Regions from separate parts of the Mus musculus genome. Here region 2 is linked to region 1. The links are chromatin contacts, called in public HiChIP or PLAC-seq maps. All regions are on one chromosome and are shown on one strand. Each heading gives the region's core, a stretch centred on a gene start, on an enhancer-like site or on the middle of the called end of the contact. The rest is flanking DNA. Distances are from core to core; before and after follow the strand shown.

Region 1 (4,695 bases), core at 705-3,204:
GTGATGGCCAGTCAGAGAGCTAATGATGACGTGGCATTTCTCAAATCCTTTCACCAGATGGCTATGAGGGTGATTAATCATGTTGATTGCCTCCGTCTTGGCAGCTGATGGTGGAGCTTGTGTTAACACTGCTCAATGTGGCACTGGTCTGGAGGCCTTTCTTGATCACTTTGCCCCTCCCACCCCTCCTCCTCCTATCCCTAGGGGCTGAGCTCTGAAACTGTGCAAGTGTGATAGGCAGGGCAGTGTGCAACTGGGCAGTGGCCAGGTGACACCATGCAGCTCCATTTCAGTGTTTCTCCACAGAAAACTGGGGCAAATGCATTGAGGCAAAAAGGCCATGGATGGCTCAATGCTAGGCTGTGCTGTTGAAGTCAGTCATAGACAAGACTGAGACACAATTTGGCTTCACTCAACCACACCCTCAATTTGCCTGTCATTCGTACCTCACTTACCGTTACATGCACAATGAGGGATCAATGAGACCCTCGGGATCTCTTATCCAAAATCCTTTCCAGTCCAAGTTCCTGAGTGAGAGAGTTCACGACCACAGTCGGGTTCCTCAGTTAGAGCTCTGAAGAGGCTGGCAGGTCACCAGGAATATATGTACCACTACAGCCCCTGCAGAGTATTTTCAAGTCACATGATTTGGGAGAAAATGGGGGTCCAGTGTTGTTTACTAAGATGTCTTGCCCACCATTCAGGAAGGGGTGAAAAGGGAGAACCCTCCCAGATCACCTTTTCTACTCATAGATATTGGGCATTGTGGCCTCCTTCTGGTTCAGTTGCCTGTGAAAATCATTTCATAAAGGGAATGTAGGAAGATTTAGCTCCTCAAGAAGCCTACTAGGACAAATGTATTGCCTTTTAGAAGTACTCAGCCACTCATCATGGAGATACAATGGAAAAAGCAAGCCCTCCAGGAGCCAGTCACCCACCCAAGTCCTTCCTACTGGAACTGAGATTTGAACCCAAACTCTGAAGTACACTTTTTCCTCACCACAGTGTTACTGTGCAGAAGGTTTCTAGTCTTCAGATGAGCTTCTCTTGGTAGACATGAAGTTATAGAAAGAAAACACTGTCTAGCCAGGTTTCTGCCAATGCTCAGGGCAGGAGACAGGTGTATGCCCCAGTGGTGTCAGCCATATAACACAAAGGCCCAATGGTTACTTAGGGTAGCAGCACCTTGGGGTGACCTGAGAATCAGTTTCCTGTGCTGTGGGCATGTTCAGAAGGCTAAATGGAAACATCTCTGTGTCTGGCCTCTCAGCCAGACTTAATAATTCGCTTGTATAACCTCTGGGTCTCCTCTTGGTGGCCCAAAGTGGTCAGATTTAAGAGCTTTATGGACGTCCTGCTATGTTTAGTCTCTCCCCGGGACTAACTATTTCTCTAATCCAGATGGTATGTTTACCACACACACATCCTGCAAGGCAGGGCATGGTGTTAGCAAGAACAGCTAGCAAACCACAACACTCGCTCACGTTACCAGAAGAGCCTGGGACAGGAAGCAGGTAGATCCCCTCCTCCCACGAGTCTGGTCTCACCTCCCTTCCTGGGCTTTGTGGTGATAGTGCTCCTTTCTGTCCCCTGGAAGCCAAATTGAGGCACCTCAGGGAACACACAGGCCACATATTCAGTCCCACAGCACTTCTGCTTCCTCCTCCTCCAATGTAGGAGGAATCATGATTTCTCTTCCTCTCTTCTCAGTCTTTCTTTCTACCTTGTTCTCCCTCACTTCCAAGATTTAGTCTTCCCCCAGGTCTCTCTTTCTGGGCTTATTTATGCCAGCCTATTCCAAGGTCCATGCTTAAGAGAACATATCAGGTTCTAGTTTTAAAGGAGTTAGGAAGAAACCCAAGGTGACCACATTGGTTTCCACTGAACTCAGAATCAAATGTCAAGTGCCTTGTGGCCCTGTTCACACTCCAGTGTACACTCCACCACAGCCTGCAACTGCACAGCTCCTGCTGAGCACATCAAAACTGGCAGGGGTGGGGGAGGGAAGGTAGCAGTGTTCCCTCTATTAAAGGGATCTTTATATTCCTCCTCCATTTCTTTGTCCCCCACTATGGCAAATTGCAATGAGCATGCCAACTTACCCTCCAATTGTATCTGTTGTTTTAAAAAAGCATTGCTTCAGAGGGTCCCAGGGGATGTCTTGGGAGGCTCTGGAGTGAGGCCCTCCATGTGGCTCTCCTTCCCAAAGCTTACTGCTCATAAGCTCAGAAGACACTGATAATTTCAAGGCCAACCAAACCATAGTGATATGTTCTCGACACGTGCTCTTGGCCATCATCCTGCTGAGATTTTGTGCAGAATTTTGAAGCAGGAATGATCTCTGAACGCCTCATTCAATGCTGCGAAGTCCCTATGGTAAAAATTCGTGGACATTTTGCAGGGGTGGCTGTGTGATGCTCAGTGGTCCGCCAGCATGTGCACACGGTATGGGTAAAGTGCTTAGACTGCTGCAGGCATCATTCCGCTGAGACTCCTCCCCAGACCCCTGTCTATAGATTTTGCCAATGAACAGCAAAACTCCTGCGCACAGTCCTTAACAGAAACGAAGCCTACCTGTACAGACTTGTTGAGGACATGCGAGGGAGGCAGCAGAGATAGCAGTGAGCCCACGCAGCAAGGAGCCTCTCACCGGTCTTCAGTTTGTGCTAACAATGAGTGACAAGATTTTGATGAGAAGGCGACTGAGCTCTGAACCCCAGGAACACACTGAATGTTGTACAAAAAAAAAAAAAAAAAGGGATACAAATTCCTGTTCTTCCCTGGATCTGGATGGTTGGGACTTACTGCTTTCTAAACCTTCTGAGTGTTTTGTTTTCTTTACCCATAATACAAATAATTACAGCTTCTTCATCAAAGGGATGAAACAGTCAGGAATATACTCAGCTCTTGAGAAGGGCTCCATGAGCTGCTGAGCATGCCTCCTTACCACTGCAGGGAGATACAGCCCATCCTGGCCAGGAACCTGGAGGCCAGCTTGTCACAGTGTATCAGCGGTAAGAAAGCAGAGAGCAGATAGGAAATGATGCCAAACCATGAAGCTGCAAGGCCCTAGCCCCTAGTTACCTACTGCCTCCCGTGAGGCTTCTCCCCCTAAGTGTTCCCCAGTCTTTCCAAAGAGCACTGCCAGTGGAGAACCAAGGGTTCAAACACAAGAGCCTGTTCGGGGGCAGGGAAGCATTTCACATTCAAACCTTAGCAGAGTATCCTATCTGTGCTCTGTAGATTCAATGCCTAAAGTTTGCCTAGGGTTCTTCCCTGAGTATTTAAATCGCAGTCCTGTTTCTTGCTGGCAAACTCAATGAACTGAAACAGGAGGCTAAAAAAATTGAATTAGCCAACCTCCTCTTGGCCTAATCGCTTCTCAACAGAGAAATCTGAACCTGGGGCTAGACTTCCCCCCCTTCCCAGAGGACAGCAACAACTTAACTCCAACTTAGGGGCGTCCCAAATAAATCAGCTGCCTATTTCCTGATCCCTCTGATTCCCATCCAAACAATAAAACACACAGAGCCACAATCTTGGTAGGAAAAATATATATTTTAAATATTTAAGCCGGGCGTGATGGCACACGCCTTTAATCCCAGCACTCGGGAGGCAGAGGCAGGCGGATTTCTGAGTTCGAGGCCAGCCTGGTCTACAAAGTGAGTTCCAGGACAGCCAGGGCTACACAGAGAAACCCTGTCTCAAAAAACTCAAAAAAAGAAAAAAAGATATTTAAAATGTGATTTTAAACATCACTGATAACCTCTGAGCCAGCAGAATCTTCACTGATAAAGGATAGTGATCATGAACGGGCTTTAAAAGAACATAAATAATCCTATCCAAAGCATATATATATATATTTTTTTCCCCAGGAGGTGAGACAAGTATGGCCTTATACAATATGCATGGATACATAGGTGCTAGGGAACTTATTTCCAAGGCTCATTTGGTGGATATAGGGTATAAGTCCACCATTGGGGTGATGTGATATTTAAAATTACTTCTGTGGTATTTGATAGTTGCAAAATGACTTGCAGTTATGTATTAGGTCATGATTCTACACTGAACAGACCTTTCCTGCAATAAAGGAGAGCAAGCAAGGAAGAATGGGCTATGGAAAAGCTCTGGAAAGTCTTTGTCATTGTCCTGGTTAGCTTTAACTGTTAACTTGACATGGCCGAGAGTCACCTGAGAGGAGAGCCTCAACTGAGGAACCGTCTAGATCAGACTGGCGTTATTATTTTGATTGTTAATTGGTATAGGAGGTCCAACCCACTGTGGGCAGCACCATTCCCTGGGCTGGTAGTCTTGGGACGTATAAAGAAACTAGCTGATCCAGCAAGTAGTGTTCCTCTGTGATTTCTGCTTTCTTCCTTGCCTTTAAGTCCTTTGGTCAGAAGTAATACTGTATAGAATAGCAAACAGATATGGCTTCAAGTTTATGCTTGAGCTCCTGTCCTGACTTCCCTCATTACCTGGAGGATATAATGAACCCTTCCTCCACAATGCTGCTTTAGATTATGGTACTTGTCCCAGTAATAGAAAGGAATCTCAGACAGCCATCTTTTGGTGTCTACTCTCAGAGAAGCCTACTCTTCTCTTTTCTGAAACACATCACTGTGTCAAGCCATTCATGCCATTGACATCTTGGGCCAAACACTCATGAGAAAAGGGCAGAGGCACATATATCTG
Region 2 (4,555 bases), core at 1,414-3,913, 95 kb after region 1:
CCCTCTGTCTGTTTCTTTCTCAGATTTCTACTTCATTGTTCAGTTTTCTCTCCCAGGATGTTAAAGTTAAAATGGCTGGCCTTCCTGGTGATTGATTATTTGAGAATCTCCTTTATTCCCATAACAAAGTTTTGTTTAGTGCCCCTGTGCTCCTGACACTGCCCCAGGACTAAGAAATGACAGAAATAGATCACACTGACACTTGGTGTGATTTATTTATTTAACCCCTACTTTTGTACTATCTGACTTATTTTTATTTTTTAAAATCAGGTGCATATATGTGTGAGCGAGTGTGTGAGTGTGTTTGAGTGCACGAGTGCAGTGCCTTCCTCTGGAACTGGGGCTTCAGGGGATTGTGAGCAGCCCCACATGGATGCTAGAAACTGAACTTGGGTTCTGGAGAGAGCAGTATGTGCTCCAAACCACTGAGCTATCTCTCTAGCCTCATGGTTTTGATTCTAATTTCCTTGCTTGCTCCACCCCCTCCCTCATCACTTACAAGGAAAACAAGAACACATGTGGCACAGCACCCAGGATCTCACATGACTTGTAAACTAGTAACCCCAGTTCTGCAGAAAGTTAGGGGTCCCCACAGTAGCTTCTTGTGGATTCTGTACAGGCTGTAGATGAGTTAAAAGAGTTTCACCCATGCTCCCTAGAACAATTACAGCCCAGTGTCCTAAAAGGGATTTTTATACCCATCGGCAAAAGTTAGAAGTAATAAAGCCATCGTGAAGAAAAATATAAAGTTGCTTGTGTCCCTGGAGGGACATTGACTTGAATCATAGCCAGCATTGAATTAGTTCCTGGGTTTCTTTTACAAATCTTAGGTGTTCTTGAGAGAGAGAGAGAGAGAGAGAGAGAGAGAGAGAGAGAGAGAGAATAACTATATTTGTGTCCTTCAGAGTCCTGTGATCAGACTCAATGGATAACACTAACATTTTAATATCATAAAAGGTGACTACCATGTGGGTGTTAGGAACATAACCCATGACCTATAAAAGAGCAGCAGGTAGTGGTCCTAACCACCGAGCCATCTTTCTAGACCCCACACTTGACTCTTAAATGTCTTGTAATAATACAGGGTAACAGAAGCAAACTGCTTTTGAGTAAACATAGCATCATTGATATACATGGGAGTGAATAGGCTCACCCTTGAAAAGGCAGTGATCTTTTTCTGGGGATGGGTTGAGTAATGGCTATATATAGGGCACAGCTGTTTAACATGCAGCGTCTCTCAGATGTTCCCAGCTGGAAAAGAGGCAGAATGTGACCGACATCTATTAGGGTCCCAGTCTAGGATGCACATCCCAGTGATAAAGTTTTGAATGCACAACTCTCTTTGCCAAAGACTGAGATTGAATGTTGGGAGAGGAATTTCAAAGGCCATTTGGGCATTTCCAAGGAACATGGTGGCACTTGTTTTTCTCTTGGATTTCATTGTTTGTGTCTACGGGAGCAGGAAGCAATGTAGAAAGATAGGAAAATGAAGATCTTAGAAATCGAAGTGGGTGGTTTGCCTACTGTCTTTGGGTTCTGGAGTATCCAAAGACATATACTGGACTATATTTGCCTATTTCCCAACTGGCAGCATTCTTTTCTCATATAAGGAGAAAATAGATGCAAATTAGAAAGTTTGTATAACTGTGATGGAGTACATGACTAAGCAAGGAAGAATATATTTTTGCATACTCTTTCAGAAAGCTCGGCTCATGATTGCCAGGGCAGTGTAACGGAGGAACATCTTCACTTCCTGATGGAGAGAAAATAGAGTTAGGGATGGACTGGAGACGAGACGAGGTGTGACCAGGCATAAGCACTCAGAATCTGAGCCTGCAGGGGAACCTTTCAGATTCAAATCTCAGCAATTACCAACATTAGACTCAACAGCCATCGTTCACACACGACAACAGCGATGTGAGTGCCGCGGTAGACTGCTAATCTATCTTCAGATGTTGGGTACTCATGTTTCTTGGGATTACAAACAATATTCGGAGCCCCTTTCCAAGGTTTATCTTAGCTCCACGCTTTCATAATAGTTTCCACTTCCCCCTATCTGGTATGCCATACGCCTCTCATATTTACACAGGACACATCCAGGCTTCCAAAGAGAAACTGGACTCTCATCTCTTGCTTAATTCCAGACTTCTGGAGACCTGGCTTTGAGCAGTGCAGCTGGTTCCGTTCTCTAGTCAGTGGACAGTGACCTGAGTTATCTCAGGGTAGAAGTTCAGAGTACAAATTTTAGTCAGCTTCTGGGCTCACAGTGTGGTTACCGTGCAGTTTTAGGGTAAAGAGAGCTCCTGGAAGAAAAATCTTTATGTGTTGTGAGGGGTAAACTGTCTGAACAGATGTCCACAGGCCACCACCTGGCCTACAGTGTTAGTCTTCCATTTGATGTGAGTCTCATTAACATAGCAATGAGTCAGGCAGTCGCCTATCAGTTCTTCCTCCTCTGGACAATATGATCTCCACTGTAGGTAGCTGTCAGAGGAAGCCACATGGACCACTTATCTGTCCATGTCAGTACCCTCCCAGTACTGCTTATAGGGGCAATGGAAGACTGTATTTAAAATTAATAAGAATGCACAATGGTATGGAAATAGCGGGTAGACAGTAAAAATGAAAGTCGAATCTTTAGAGGCTGCCCCCAGACAGTCTTTAGCTTCCGCCCCGATAAATGAACAATTCTGGCAACAGCTTGGCTCTTACTATGAGGTCTCAGTTAACCTCCTCCAGTCTGACTGCCAACACTCAGTTCTTCCACTGCCTAAAATCTAGAACCATATTTGTGAGCCTTGTAGTTTACTCCACAGATAACTCCAGAGTGGCTCCATTCAACAAATAGTCTGAGAGATCCCAGCTTGGCGTTAACTCGGTTGCATCTGGCTAAGCAGCATATGATCTGCAGCCAGCTCTCTTGGGAAACTGTCTTGATGTCCCAGGACACCGAGGTTTCCTTGATTTTATCAGGGGTGCACCTGCAAGATGCCAGCCCTGCAAAGGTCATTTAAGAAGTACTTGCAAGTAGCTACTCCTCACACTGGGGCTACACATGCAAAGTTAAGAGTTAATTTTGAAGACATGAAGGGGATCTCCACCGAGGCTGTGGTTAGGGACCCTTCCTTTCTCTCTCTCTTTCCACCCCTTTTGCCTACCCCGTATTAAGATTTCTATCTTTGGGCTTCTTTTGAAGCCCAGGTATAAGTACAGATGTTTTAACATACTTCCTATAACAGAAAGAGGAGGCCTCAAACTGGCAAAAGTCTGAGTCTGCCCTCATTGTGCAGAAACATGAAAGACTGGGAACTCGCTACATCTGTCACCTACACTCCCTGCTTTGGGCTAGAGTGACAGGCAGTTTCAGTGTGAAGATGCCCCACTCGGGCTTCTGTGTTGAATTCTTGGTCCCCAGCGAGTAGCACTATTTTGAGGGTTGTGGGAACTTTAGACCATGAGACCCAGTTGAAATAAGTAGGTCTCTGGGCCACCTGCTTCCCACTCAGTGGTGAAGGGAGCTGTCATGATGTCTTCACACAGGGCACGGATATAAATGACTGGTTGAAACCTTTACCAGCTACAATTTGAAAGAATTCCTTTCTTCTTTCCAGTGGTCTATGTCAGGTATTTCTGTGACAGCAGTACGATAGTCACCAATGTGGCAATCATTCCTAAGAGTTAAATCTCAAGTTTAGAGATAGTGGGTTGAAGAAGAGTCAGATGAATTTTATCTACTATACTAATGGAACATTAGACCCCGAGACAGGTCTCTGCGCAGAAGTGAGTTTTCAGATGCTTCAGTTGGTCCGCACTACTGCTGGCTCGACTCTGCCCATCTCAATGTACTCTGGCAGCTGCATGGTGGAGTTGTTTTGAATGAGTCCCTGGTCTCCCAGAAGTCTGTGGAAACATAGGTTTTGTTTCCTATCCTGCAAGAGAAGGGTAGTATGGGAAACTTCTCAAGCCTTAGGAAGACAAAGAATTTGATTGCAAACATAATATATGCCCACAAAACATGATATTTAAAGTAGAAAACAGAAAAATATAACCCATTTCTCTTTTTGTCCAGTGTCATGGTTCATTCCCCAATGTGTTTTCTGAGCTCTTCTTAGATCCAACTGTGGCCATTTTGTTTACATACTTTTGTAATTTTGCTTAACATAAGATCAAAAGTATTTCTGGAGTTAGAAGTTTTGCTGACCACTTGAAATGATTTGAAATGAAGCAGCCTGTTAATATATATTCTGTTTACTAATGTGATATATTGTTAGAAATTAAGGAATTTTGCTTGTGCTTCATAAGTTTGAACATTCCCAGGATGTCTTTACTGAAAGCATGGCATGGGCCTCTCACATGGCACCTGGATGCCCTTCTCTTTGGCTGCACAGCTTTGTTGGCCTTCTCTTCCAACCCATTTCTATTGCTTCTTTCAAGTCCCATTTCCACTGTTGGCTCTTCATCTTTACATACAGTTTGTCTATTTCTTGTTGGCTGTATATGCCCCTGAGTTCCTATGCACAGAGTAGATATTCTGTGGCTTTGGGTGGCTTCATCT

The links. HiChIP or PLAC-seq counts read pairs in DNA pulled down with a chosen protein or histone mark.
Region 2: a contact with region 1 is called in an H3K4me3 HiChIP or PLAC-seq map of the SCID.adh cell line, with 14 read pairs. The contact joins two enhancer-like sites. A contact is called at or near these places in 4 of 484 Hi-C or Micro-C datasets (CD4 T cells, megakaryocyte-erythroid progenitors and nephron progenitors), 3 of 115 datasets of contacts at active chromatin or transcription factors (CD8 T cells, the SCID.adh cell line and double positive thymocytes) and 2 of 9 other capture datasets (adipose tissue and liver).

The regions. Positions count from the first base shown.
Region 1 is chr1:184,004,362-184,009,056 of GRCm38.p6, forward strand. No RefSeq gene overlaps it. Among named protein-coding and RNA genes, the nearest start is that of Gm39725, 6.6 kb to the right of the region's middle. Within about 2 kb of position 1,955, at least 75 of the 459 cell types and tissues checked have an H3K27ac peak or open chromatin away from gene starts, as enhancers often do. A contact at or near this core is called in CD8 T cells, the SCID.adh cell line and double positive thymocytes, where this site is marked.
Region 2 is chr1:184,098,473-184,103,027 of GRCm38.p6, forward strand. No RefSeq gene overlaps it. Among named protein-coding and RNA genes, the nearest start is that of Dusp10, 66 kb to the left of the region's middle. Within about 2 kb of position 2,664, at least 32 of the 459 cell types and tissues checked have an H3K27ac peak or open chromatin away from gene starts, as enhancers often do. A contact at or near this core is called in CD8 T cells, the SCID.adh cell line and double positive thymocytes, where this site is marked.